3 separate regions of the Mus musculus genome follow, and all the other regions are linked to region 1. Evidence: chromatin contacts called from public ChIA-PET and Hi-C data. All regions are on one chromosome and are shown on one strand. The core of a region is the stretch at or near the end of the contact, and the rest is flanking DNA. Distances in the headings are between cores, read along the strand shown. Region 1 holds the start of Sirt5 (sirtuin 5). Region 2 overlaps Gfod1 (glucose-fructose oxidoreductase domain containing 1). Region 3 overlaps Ranbp9 (RAN binding protein 9).

Region 1 (3,893 bases), core at 609-3,108:
AAAGCAGCAGGCTTTTGGGTTCGTGACTTAGACAGGATTACTGAGTGGTCTGGATTTTTGTCCTCATTCACTGTGGTCACATGGAACCTTACCTGGTGATGGTGTTTTATGGCATGGCTTATATTTAACAGAGCACCAAGGCCTATCAGTGGCAAGAAAGCCACCTACTTTTAGAACTGAGCAGGGTACCTGAGTGGGTATTTCTCAAAGGAAGACACTGGGACCATGGAATGAAGCCACAATGAACTATCAGCACAAATCTGCTGGAATTGGCTAGTTATCAAAAAGACAAAAGCTAACATTAACAAGGATGTGGATGAAAAGGAACTGAGATACTGCGAATGTCAGTTAGCATAGCGGTTTTGGTAATCAATATGGAGATCACTCAACAACTTCAAACCAGAATTAGCACGTACTCTAGCAAGCCCCTCCGAGCTTGTTATGAAGGGATTGAAGGTCAATGTGGGCAGGAGAGAGGTATCTACACTTCGATGTTAATTTTGGTGTTACCCACATGGAAACAATCTAGGTGGCAATCAACAGAGGACTAAGGCAAGTGTAGCCTGTGCACACACAATACAATATTAGAACAAGTTCTCGGGCTGGGGAGATGGCTCAGCGGTTAAGGGCACCGACTGCTCTTCCAAAGGTCCTGGATTCAAATCTCAGCAACCACATGGTGGCTCACAACCATTCGTGAGGAGAACTCCCTCTTCTGGCGTGTCTGAAGACAGCTACAGTGTACTTACATATAATAAATAAATCTTTAAAAAAAAATGACCCTGCTAACCTAAGTGAAATAAGCTAAGCAGAGCAGGGCAGGTGGACCGATTTCACACGAGGAGCATAGAAAGGAACAGAATGGTGGTCACCAGAGGCTGGGTGTGGGGAACAAGATGGGGGCATGGAGATGTCTGTCAAGGGCAAGTTTGACTGGTCTTTTGTAGGGCACAGCAACCAAAGTTGATAATGAAGTGATGCACATTTCAAAACTTTAAAACGAGTGAACTCGTAAGGTTCTTACTAAAAAATTTCGAGATGACAGACACATTAATCAGCTTAGCTATCTCTTCTTATATATAATCCATGCATTTATCAAAAGTCCCCACTGCAGCCCAGCAATATACACTACCAACTGAAATGCAGGAGTAGGCACAGGGCAGAGTGCATGGCAACTGTCCTGCAGAAACGTTCACAGGCCTTCCATAAAGACTTTTTGGACACCAAAAGCTCCCAAATGAGATCAGCACCCCAAGAGTCCCAGGCCTTGACACCAACCCTCTCCGCTCATACCTGCTCAGGGCTACCTGCCTTCTAACCTAAAGGGTACAGCCTGGAACCCAGCTGATCACCTTTCCCAACACGTGCGTGCCCACCCTCCAGCCCCCACCCTCGGAGGGTTTTCGGCCCACCTCTGCAGCTGTCGCTCCTGAGCTCCCATCTTCCCAGAGTTGAAAAGTGCGCTACCCCCAACCCTGCCCCCCTCTCAAAAACTTTGGGGCACCATCCTCCCGGCTCGTGGCTGCGCTTTGACCTTTCCCCCTTTCTCTGCTGCCACGATCACCACATCCTGCCGGCTCCACCTTCAGGTTGTGTCGTGATCCTACCCTTTCTGCACTCCCACCGCCACCACTACAACCCGTCCCTGTCACCTTAGCCAAAGTGCCCTTCCTTCCGGTCACTGCCTTCCCGGGCCCAGCTGCTCCCCTAGGTTTCACTCCTACGCCTGGCCCATCCAGCCAACCACAGCGTCGCCGCCGACCCCACCGGCACCCCATCGCGCATGCGCGGGATGGGGCGCGCGGAGCCGAAACAAAGCCCAGACCCCCACCAGTGCCAGACACGCACCTGCAAAAAGCGGTGGGGACCGTGGAGCAGGAGAGGCCTGGGGCGGGGCGCTCCACGTCCTGGTGCCAAGCCCTGGCTGCAGCGGCCCCTGCCGGAGACCCGGAGCGCGACATACTATTGGTGGGACCACGAGTCAGTGGAAGGAGAGGCGACTTGCATGTGTCTTTGTGACCTTCCAAGGCTCATTCCACTGCCCAAATAGGTCAAGAACTACCTACCGCCTGCTCTGTGGCCTCCTTGAGCACACTGGGGGATGCAATTTCAGCACAGAGCTTAGCAAAATCAGAGTCGATTCCCCTGAAAATCTGTGGCCTGGCGAGTCGGTTCCGGGCTAGCCCAAACTGCTCCAACACAACCTAGAGGTTATGATCACTACTGCTGGTGCAAGATCGACTAGCTTTAGGGACAGACTTCTCTGGTCAGGCTCATCAGCATGGCTTTTCTAATACTTCAATTGGTGATGGAGCCAGGGAACCAGAAAGGGAAATAATCCGAGAATTTGGGAGCAAACAGTTCACATTTATCTTTCCCAGGTTAAAACTCAAATGTCGCTGGGCGTGGTGGCGCACGCCTTTAAACCCAGCACTAGACTAGGGAGGCAGAGGCAGGCGGATTTCTGAGTTTGAGGCCAGCCTGGTCTACAAAGTGAGTTGAGTTCCAGGACAGCCAGGGCTACACAGAGAAACCAAAAAACAAAACAAACAAACAAACAAAAAATCTCTCCTCGCCTCTCCTCTCCCCTCCCCCTCCCCCTCCCCCTCTTCTCTTCTTTTGGTGTTGGAGATGTTGAACCCTGCACCTTTCTCGTGTTATGCAAGCACGCTACCACTGAGCTACATCTCCAGCTCTTCAGTTGCTTTTCATGCTTGTGACAATAACTGCCACACACGTTAATTCTTTACTATCAATACGTGGAGGACAGGGAGAGACATTCAGCTTCTTATTGCATATGTAGCCCTCCATCACCCACGGGGTCTGCCATTTCTTTCTTTCTTTTTTTTTTTAATTAGGTATTTTCCTCATTTACATTTCCAATGCTATCCCAAAAGTCCCCCATACCCCCCCCACTCCCCTACCCACCCACTCCCCCTTTTTGGCCCTGGCGTTCCCCTGTACTGGGGCATATAAAGTTCGCAAGTCCAATGGGCCTCTCTTTCCAGTGATGGCCGACTAGGCCATCTTTTGATACATATGCACCTAGAGACAAGAGCTCCGGGGTACTGGTTAGTTCATATTGTTGTTTGAGACGCTGTATTTCATCAAAGTCCAGGAGACTTCCCCCACATCCCAGCTCTGATGCTCCGGCCACTCTAACCTTTCTTCTAGGCTTGGAAAGGCCACCTTTTCCCAACCTCACCTCACACAAGAGATGGTCTGAAGTGGAAATTTCAGGTAGTGTCATGTGATGCAGACTCACATGGTGTCTTGCTGAGGCAAGATCCATGGAAGGACACCAAGAGCTTTGAAGAGAGTATAAATAGGACTCAACAGAATGGGGTGAGATGCTTGCTTAGCTAGCTTTGCAATGCTTCATTGGTCTCCAGCCTTTGCTGATCTTTGCTTCATTGATGGAGTTACGGCAAAGAACGTTTCCCGGTGTCCCAGCTGATCCAATTTGGTGTAGGCCTGGTGGTTTCTGCTGGATCCTGCTGCCACTGTTGATTTGTGTTTGGTATCCTGACACTACAGAACTATATTGCTGGTGTCCTGACAATAGTGATTGGAATCACCCCCAAAGAACCACTTCTAAACAGGTCCACATCTCCTTGTCTTGTTTGCTATTTTTCTCTCCCCAACCTTTGAACTGTGGGCTAGAAGGAGGGTCAAAGCATTTGAGAACCCTGATTAAAAGTAGGTTTTGAAAAAATCTAAGCTACAATGTTTCCTCGGTATTTTGGAATCAGTGGCCAAAAAAGTGTCCGAGGACAAGAAATGGCAGTGGCTGTGGTAAGTTTCCAGGCTCAGACTTAACTCAGGTCAGACTTCAGACTTGGTCATCCATACCATGATAGGTGCACATGGTAAAAGATGCCACCAGAAGAGGC
Region 2 (3,893 bases), core at 1,019-3,518, 120 kb after region 1:
GGCTTACTGGCTGACCTTTGACCTTTGTGTGTGCCACGACACATGTGACCATATGTGTACATGAGCGTACAATACAAAAATAAATAAATAGGGGGAAAGAAAGAGGAAAATCCAGCTATGGGAAGCTGCAGAGCCAAAGCACCTTTTTTTATGATGAGCTAAAAGCAGTCTCGAGTGGGTACAGTATGTGTTTGGAGGTGCTCAGACAAAGGCTCTAGAAAGAGGCAGCTCTGGCTGGGTGGTGTAGCAGTGGCCCACGCCTTTAATCCCAGCATTTAGGATGCAGAGACAGGGTAGATCTCTTAGTTGGAGGCCAGCCTTGTCTATGGGATGAATTCCAGGATAGTCAGGGCTAAACAGAGAAACCATGACTTGAAAAGAGGCAGCTCTGAAGATGCCCCGGGTATGTTTGGTTTGAGCCTGTGCCCTATGGCTGTGAGCTTATGTAATGACTGGTGATCTGCTGCAACAAATGGTCTGCTGAGGTAAGCTGGATGCCACCTTGAGTGTGTGACAATCCCATGAGACAGGGTTGTATCCTCGGGTTTCAGCCTCCCTGGGTAGCTATGGATGGTCTTGAACTTCTATCTATCTCCCCAGTACTGGGATTACAGGTGTAAACCCCATACCAAGTTTATGCGCTTCTGGAGATTGAACTTCCAGCTTCATGTATGCCAGGCTATTAATAACTCTACCAACTGAGACACCTCCCGGGCTCTCCCACCATATACTTGCCTCCACATTCATTTGTCTGGTCCGCTGCCTCCCGGCTGCTGTCTTGCGAACACACTATGCTTTCTTTAACCTATTTCGTGGAATGCCCACCCTACTCCATCTCCTCTCCGCCTCTGGGTGGTCTTTTAAGATCTGCCCTGAACACCTGCTCATTTTCCTACTTCCTCTCCTTTATATACCAAGAATCTGGAGCGTGACGTCAGTGCTCCCATAGTGCCTTGCGCTTGGCCTGTGCGCTCCCATGCCGCCCAGCACTTATTGTGTGCTAGGCTGTGACACTGTCTGTAACCATTGTTCTCCTTGGCTCCCGTGCTATTCAAGACTGCGCTTACTTCATCTTGGTATTCATGTAAGAAGAAAAGGGTTGGATTCTGCTGCTGTCTGATAAAGCTAAGGACTCAGGAGACGCCACCGTAACAGGGGGAGAAAGAACTTGATTTCTTTCCAGAGGCTAGCCTCACTTCGCATATCATTCCTCTGAAATTCACAGTGTGGCTGTGCCAGATGTTGGGTAAGGGGGAGGGGTCTTTGCTTATGAAGAAGAGTAATCTCCCACTGTGCCTGCTAACCTGCAGAGATCTCCTCCAGTGTAGGTGCTACCCCTTTTTTCTGTTTATGGCCTGCTGATGTTCCTGCCGCGGTGGTCAGTAGGTCTCTTTAGCTCAATGGTTAAGTCTGCAAAGGAGATGAGGATAATAGGAAGGCAGATTCCAGGTCTTTTCATGCTGTCCCTCTCACCCTGTCGGGCACCCACTGGTCTGTGGCCACCAATCCATGAAAAGTCACCCAGATGAGGGTCATGATCCTAGCTGCACAGCAGGGCTGCTATATGCAGCTAATGGGGGCACAGTGAGGTAGAGTCCAGGTAGACAGGGCTTCATGTGCCTTTGTGTGGCATGTTTCCAGCCAACCCAGACCTGTATGTGACTGATGGCACTCTGGAGCGGTTTATGACCAGACACAGGGAGAGGAAGTGGGTGGGGCGGAGGGGCAGCTTGGCTTGCGCTCTCTGCCTTCTCTCCCCAGTGGCCTCACTTGGGTGGAAGATGTGGTCAGAGTGTGAGAGAGGCTTCCATGGCGGAGCAGACTGTGAGGACAGGCTGTGGCTTCCTGTCGCTTCCTCTCCAGCAACACCCATGGTGGGTGGTGGGTGTGGGGGATGTGACAGGCTGGAAGCCTTGGGGGAGACCTCGGGACAGAGGGGGCATTGATGAGAGGAAGGTGAGGGGGATGGATGTGGTTACCTTTTTCTTCTTTTCTCTCCCGTCCCTGAAATGTTGCATTAGTGGAAGTGTCACCATCGTCGGCTGATGTGGAAATGGCTCATTTGTCTTGCTTCTCTCTTCTGTTTTCCTCCAGGCGCTTGCCTCTATGGGAACACCATGGAACCAGGGTTGGAGGATCTGGTGGCAGGCTATGCAGTGATGGTAGCTTCCTGGCCTGGAAACAGCCACACGTGAAGAGTGTGGCTCATTGTTTTGACTTTTGGTCCTGCAGCTGTGGGATGGTTCAGAAACCGCCGTGTAGGTCTAGGCAGCCTGAGCATGAGTGACTGAGAAGCTAGGGGCTCCCCCCACTCCCACCCCTATGTGGAGAGAGTAGAATGAGGACGCTACCAGGGAGTGACCTTGCCTCGGTGGTTTTTGAATATTGCAGTGGGGGAGCTGATGTTTAAACGGGATGTGCTTTTATGCCACAGGCACCGAGCAAGCGACTGCTTGAGAGCTTCAGGGTTTGAAGGGAGCAGAAGAACTTGGAGAGAGGAGTCTTCTCATCAGCGGTTCTTAGCCAGGGATGCCTCATACTGAGGACAAACCAGGAGGCAGATGTAAATGGCCACATTCAAGTTTGTATTGAGACATGAGACTATTGTCTTGGAACTTTCCTTATAACTAATGAAGAGTTTGGTTCTTAAAATGCAATTTGCAGGGGGCCAGAAGATTATTCAGTTGGACCTGGGTTCCAAACCCAGAACTTTTCTTTTTTTTTTCTCCATTTATAGCCAGACATACTGGCAGGTACTTATAATTCTAACTCTGGGGAGACAGAGGCAGGCAGGTCTCTAGGGCTTGCTCTCTGGCCAGCTTAGCTTAATTTGTGGGTCCCAGGCCACTGGGAGAGAGGCCCTGTCTGTAGAAATAAAGTAGGTCGCTGTGTGTGGTGGTACACAGCTTAAACTCCAGCACTTGGGTGGTAGAGGCAGGCGGATCTCTGAGTTCAAGGTTAGCTCGGTCTACTTAGCAAAGTCCAGATAAGCCAGGTGTACCCATCGAGACCTTTCTATGTATTTCAGATAAGCTTCTAAAACACTGTTTCCCTATGGTTTTTCACACATCCTTAGCTCCCTTTATATTATGTCTCTCTTCACTTTCCTACTTAAAATGCACTCTGTGTTTCCCCTTTTCCCTTCATAGCACCTGCATCATATTATCCCCATCTCTAGAGCTCCTTCCTCCCCCTCATTCCCCATGGTCCCTTGTGCTTTCCTGGTCTTTGCAGTTACTTAGGTTATACAGACAAATCCAAAGGTTCGGAGCCGGGACCCACACACAGGAGAGAGCATTGCAGCCTTTGTTTTTCTTGGCCTGTGTCACCTCACTTGGTACATTTTCCAGCTCCACCCATTAATTTTCAAGTTTTAGGAGTTTTGTTTAGGTAATCTATCCCTGGCAATTCTGGTATATAAACTGCACCGCCAGCTAGGACTTAGCGCAGCGGTTCTCAGTCTATGGGTCTCGGCCCTTGGAAACTCATCTTCAAGGGTGTTTACATCATGATTCGTAACAATAGCATAATTGCAGTTATAAAGTAGCAATGAAATGGTTTTATGGTGGGGGGGTCACCACAACACGAGGAACTGTATTAAAAGGTCACATGGCACTAGGAAGGTCGAGAACCACTGACTTGAAGTGTGAGGAAGTTACAGGTAGGCAGGGGTCTGGGTTGTTCACCAGGCTAAGCTGGTGCCACCTCATCTAAGGTAGGTATCCTGGGAGTATGGGGGATACACAGGCTGGTAGGGATCTGAGACCCTCACTTGGCTGGGTCAGTCAGTATATAAACTGTGACCCCAGCTGGATGTGGGAGTAACACAGGCATCACAGGCAGGGACCTGGGGCATTCACCTGACTGGACTGGTGCTTAAGTTTGGTGGCTTC
Region 3 (3,893 bases), core at 735-3,234, 88 kb before region 1:
TCATTTGTTGTGTCAGCAGTTTACATATACTCGGTGCTTGTGTGTACTAGGTTGATAAGAAGGCTGGATTGGGTCTCTATACAGAACGAAATTAAGGTAAACCGGAAGGACAGTCTCAGTGGAGATGAATGGTGATGGTCTGTGCAAATGGATTGTTTGAGTTCTGGCTGGGTACAGAAGGAGTAGATCTGTGAGATGATAGACTCAGCCAAACGAGAGATTTATACATTGTTATTTTTCGTAAGGTTTAAGAAGAGCAGCCTTGGGGGCTGGTGAGATGGCTCAGTGGGTAAGAGCACCCGACTGCTCTTCCAAAGGTCTGGAGTTCAAATCCCAGCAACCACAATGGTGGCTCACAACCATCGGTAACGAGATCTGACTCCCTCTTCTGGAGTGTCACAGTGTACTTACATATAATAAATAAATAAATCTTTAAAAAAAAAAAAAAAAGAAGAGCAGCCTTACGAAAATAACAATGTATAAATCTCTCGTTTGGCTGAGTCTATCATCTCACAGATCTACTCCTTTCTTACCCAGCCAGAGCAGCCTGAGCCTGGCGTGGTGGTGCACTCTCAGAGGCAGGCAGATTTCCGAGTTCGAGGACAGCCAGGGCTACACAGAGAAACCCTGACTCGAAAAACCAAAAAAAAAAAAAAAAAGCAGCCTGTGTGGGTTGTGGTGGATTTGCTAAGATGCCAGGGTTATACATTACAGTGAAAGACAACTGAAGAGAGAAGCAAAGCTTCCTGAGAGGATTCGTGTGTGTGTGTGTGTGTGTGTGTGTGTGTGTGTGTACTTTGCATCTGCAGTAGACAGAAATACAAAGTGTACTGGGCAAACACATCACCTGAGACAACCTGGACAGGGCACTCTTTTCTTTTGTCCACGGCTAGACCTGTAAGCACCGGAGACTGTGACTGAGTGAGTTGTAAGCTGTGGGCTGTGGGCACTCCCTTGCCTGGGTTAAGAAAAAGAATTTTTATTGCATATACAACCTCACAGAGACTGACAGTGTGCCCAAGACCTGCAGAGGTTTGTGCCAGACAGGATTCTAACATGGAGAGGTAGATGTGGACACACCACCCCACTCCTGACCGAGAAGCTGTGCACTTGATACTTGCTGGGAACACTAAGTCTGTCAAGTTGCACTCCAAGGCAGGCTGTGTCCTCAGGAGTAGATGCACAACACAGAAACAACTCCATGGTCTGGGTGGGTGCGGGGAAGGTTCTGGGATGAGTTGGGGGACAGGAATGTGTATGATCAAATATGAAAAATTTCAAAATAATAGAATTTCTGCAATTTAGTCTGTGTGTGCGTGAGAGTGTGCATGTGTGCATTTGTGCCATATCCTGTGTATGGAGGCCAGAGGAGAACTTGAGGGACTTCAGTCTAGTACCACATGGGACCTAGAGATTGAATGTAGATGGTCAGGGTTTCAGCAGGTGATTTACCCACTTAGCTATCTTGCCAGTCTACATTTTTAATTGATCATTGAGCCCTTTTCACCATGAACTATCTTTATCTTTTAAAAAATTACATTTATATGTATGTATGTATGTATGTATGTATGTAACGAGAACCCCTACTCGGAGCCATCTCACTAGCTCTGCTTTTCTATGTAGGGCCAGATGAGGTGGTGTACACTTACCCCAGCACTTGCAAGGCAGAGGCAGGCAGATCCTCGTGACTTAGTTCAAGGCCATCCTGGTCCATGTAGCCAGTCCTAGGCCAGCCAGGGTTATATAGTGAAATCCTGTTAAACAAAACAAAAACAAAATAAAACCAAAAGACTCCACAAAACCAAAACTCAAAGAGTTGTATTTAATTAGCTCACAAAAGATTAGGTTTCCTTATCCATTATTCATACCTACTTGGTTTTTGATTGATGTCCCCTTTTTACAGCTTCCTGCCCCAGCCCCCACAGCCTCCCGTTCCTGGGAGTTTCCTTTTTACTTTCGTATCTTCTGTGCTCTACCACCCTTCCTGCTCTCCTGTGAAGTTTCTTTTTATGTCTCACATGGGCCCCTTTCTGGTTTCCTGGCTTCTACACAAATGCACATACAGAAAAATTAAAAGATAGAGTCTGCATATGAAAGACAACATGCGTCCATTTTTCTTGTTTTCATTAAGTTCTATTGTGTATTTTACCATATATTTACATAAATCTGTTCTCTTGAGGGACGTTTAGGCTGATTCTGTTTCCTGGCTATTGTGAACAGAACAGCAGCAAGCATGGATGTGCAGGAGTCTCTGGTGTGTTGGGCGTCCTTTGGGCTTATGCTGTGTTGTACTTCTAGCTTTTCTGAGTGTGCTCCACAGTGATTCCATGGTGACTGCACCAGTTTACACTGTCATCAGTAGTGAATAAGTGTTCCCTTCCCAGTCGCCATGCTAGCATTTGTTCTCTGGATAATAGCCATTTGGACTGGGGTGAGACGAGCCTCATTGTAGTTGAGCTTCCCAGATGGTTAGAGCTCTTCTTCTTTTAAGAATTTTATCAGTTCTATAGCCATGCTTTGATTGAGTTGTCTTGTTTGTTTTTGTTAAATTTTTAAAAGTTCTGTGTGTATTCCAGGTATTTATCTGTCCTGCTAGTTTGTAGCTAGTAAAGATTTTCATTCCTTCTGTAGCTTCTCCCTTCATTTGATTAACGAGTTCCTTTGCCATGAAATTTTCTTCTCATTCTACAGTGTTTTACCGTTGTACAGTAGTGAGTGTGTAGAGTTCTGTTCCAGCAGCCCTTGCCTCTGCCAGTTCTAGAGTCTCACGTCTTAAGCTAAGGTCATGATCCATTTGGACTTGATTTTGTGCATGGGGAGACATAGTTTCATCTTTCTTTGTGTAGACATTAAATTTTCCTGGTTCTGTTTGTTGAAGAGGCTGGGTTTTTTTTCCTTTAAATTTTTGGGAGTTAAAAAAGTGAAACTTTTGGCATCCTGTTAGAAGTCAGAGGACAATAGCTGTATAGGTTTACATCGCACTGATTTACCTGGCTGCTTTTGTGCTAGTGCCAAACTGTTTCTGTTACAGTACCTGTAGTATAACTACAGGAAATCGGGGATATTGATACTTCTAGCATTGTTTTTTTTGTTTTGTTTTGTTTTCTGAGGATTGTTTTGGCTGTCTGAGGCCTTTTGTGTTTCCAAATCAGTTTTAAGGTGAACTTGTCTATTTCTGTGACAGATGGTGTTTGACATCCGGTTGGGAATCTCTAGGTCGCTTTTGCTTACTTGCATTTTGAAAGCATTAAGGAGGGTGGAAGCTGCATTTTTGTTGGAGAACCAGATGAGTTTGTTTTGTTTTGTTTTGTTTTGTTTTGTTTTGTTTTTTAGTATAGAATAGAGTTTATTTAGGGCATGGGGAGGGGAGTTAAGAGAGTAGTAGAGGCAGAGAAAGGGAGAGAATAGAGAAGTGGGTCCAGCCATGACCACATGGAGAGAGAGGGGAAGATGTAAGAGAAAAGATAAGTTCTTTAACAAGGCACTTAATTACTGTGTGAAAAGTGACCCGAGATACACAACCAGTGTATTCCTTCACTGTTCTAAAGTTGCTTAGTTTCAGTACACCTGGGATCTCAATCAATTCTTGTTGTAGCAGTAATTTTATATATAACAATTGTTGGTTTTTTTAAAAGTTATAAGGTATCAATATTTTAAGGCATTTTTTATTAGATATTTTCTTCATGTACATTTCAAATGCTATCCCCAAAGCCCCATATATCCTCTCCTCCCAGGTATCAATATTCTTAATTCAAAGATGGAAATCAATATTTTGTGAGACAGATAATAGCATAAATACTTGTTACTGTAGCAATAATGTGATTGAACCCAAGACTTCATACTGTGTGTCCAACTTAAATACATTTGAAAACCCCTACAGTTCAGTTCAATCT

Evidence for each region. Hi-C and Micro-C count contacts between places; a contact is called where the count stands out from the background. ChIA-PET counts read pairs in DNA pulled down with a chosen protein or histone mark.
Region 2: a Hi-C map of CD8 T cells shows a contact between it and region 1, with 2.4 times the contacts expected there. The contact joins the enhancer-like site here to the promoter of Sirt5 in region 1. A contact is called at or near these places in 5 of 39 promoter capture datasets (cranial neural crest, embryonic stem cells, liver and 1 more), 2 of 484 Hi-C or Micro-C datasets (CD8 T cells and nephron progenitors), 2 of 115 datasets of contacts at active chromatin or transcription factors (bone marrow-derived macrophages and stem cell-derived neural progenitor cells) and 3 of 9 other capture datasets (adipose tissue, liver and pancreatic islet).
Region 3: an RNA polymerase II ChIA-PET map of effector CD8 T cells shows a contact between it and region 1, with 26 read pairs. The contact joins the enhancer-like site here to the promoter of Sirt5 in region 1. A contact is called at or near these places in 6 of 39 promoter capture datasets (the 3T3-L1 cell line, cranial neural crest, embryonic stem cells and 3 more), 1 of 115 datasets of contacts at active chromatin or transcription factors (effector CD8 T cells) and 3 of 9 other capture datasets (adipose tissue, liver and pancreatic islet).

What each region holds. Positions count from the first base shown.
Region 1 is chr13:43,363,500-43,367,392 of GRCm38.p6, reverse strand. Sirt5 (sirtuin 5) reads right to left here and starts at 1,858. Exons shown (of 9, transcript NM_178848.3): 1 at 1,849-1,858.
Region 2 is chr13:43,248,701-43,252,593 of GRCm38.p6, reverse strand. All of the region lies in intron 1 of Gfod1 (glucose-fructose oxidoreductase domain containing 1), which reads left to right. It overlaps LOC115488162 (a long non-coding RNA gene), which reads left to right. Exons shown (of 2, transcript XR_003950633.1): 1 at 1-1,874; 2 at 2,095-3,893. Among named protein-coding and RNA genes, the nearest start is that of Gfod1, 54 kb to the left of the region's middle. Within about 2 kb of position 2,268, at least 127 of the 459 cell types and tissues checked have an H3K27ac peak or open chromatin away from gene starts, as enhancers often do. A contact at or near this core is called in CD8 T cells and bone marrow-derived macrophages, where this site is marked.
Region 3 is chr13:43,451,477-43,455,369 of GRCm38.p6, reverse strand. All of the region lies in intron 2 of Ranbp9 (RAN binding protein 9), which reads left to right. Among named protein-coding and RNA genes, the nearest start is that of Ranbp9, 28 kb to the left of the region's middle. Within about 2 kb of position 1,984, at least 56 of the 459 cell types and tissues checked have an H3K27ac peak or open chromatin away from gene starts, as enhancers often do. A contact at or near this core is called in effector CD8 T cells, pancreatic islet and pre-B cells, where this site is marked.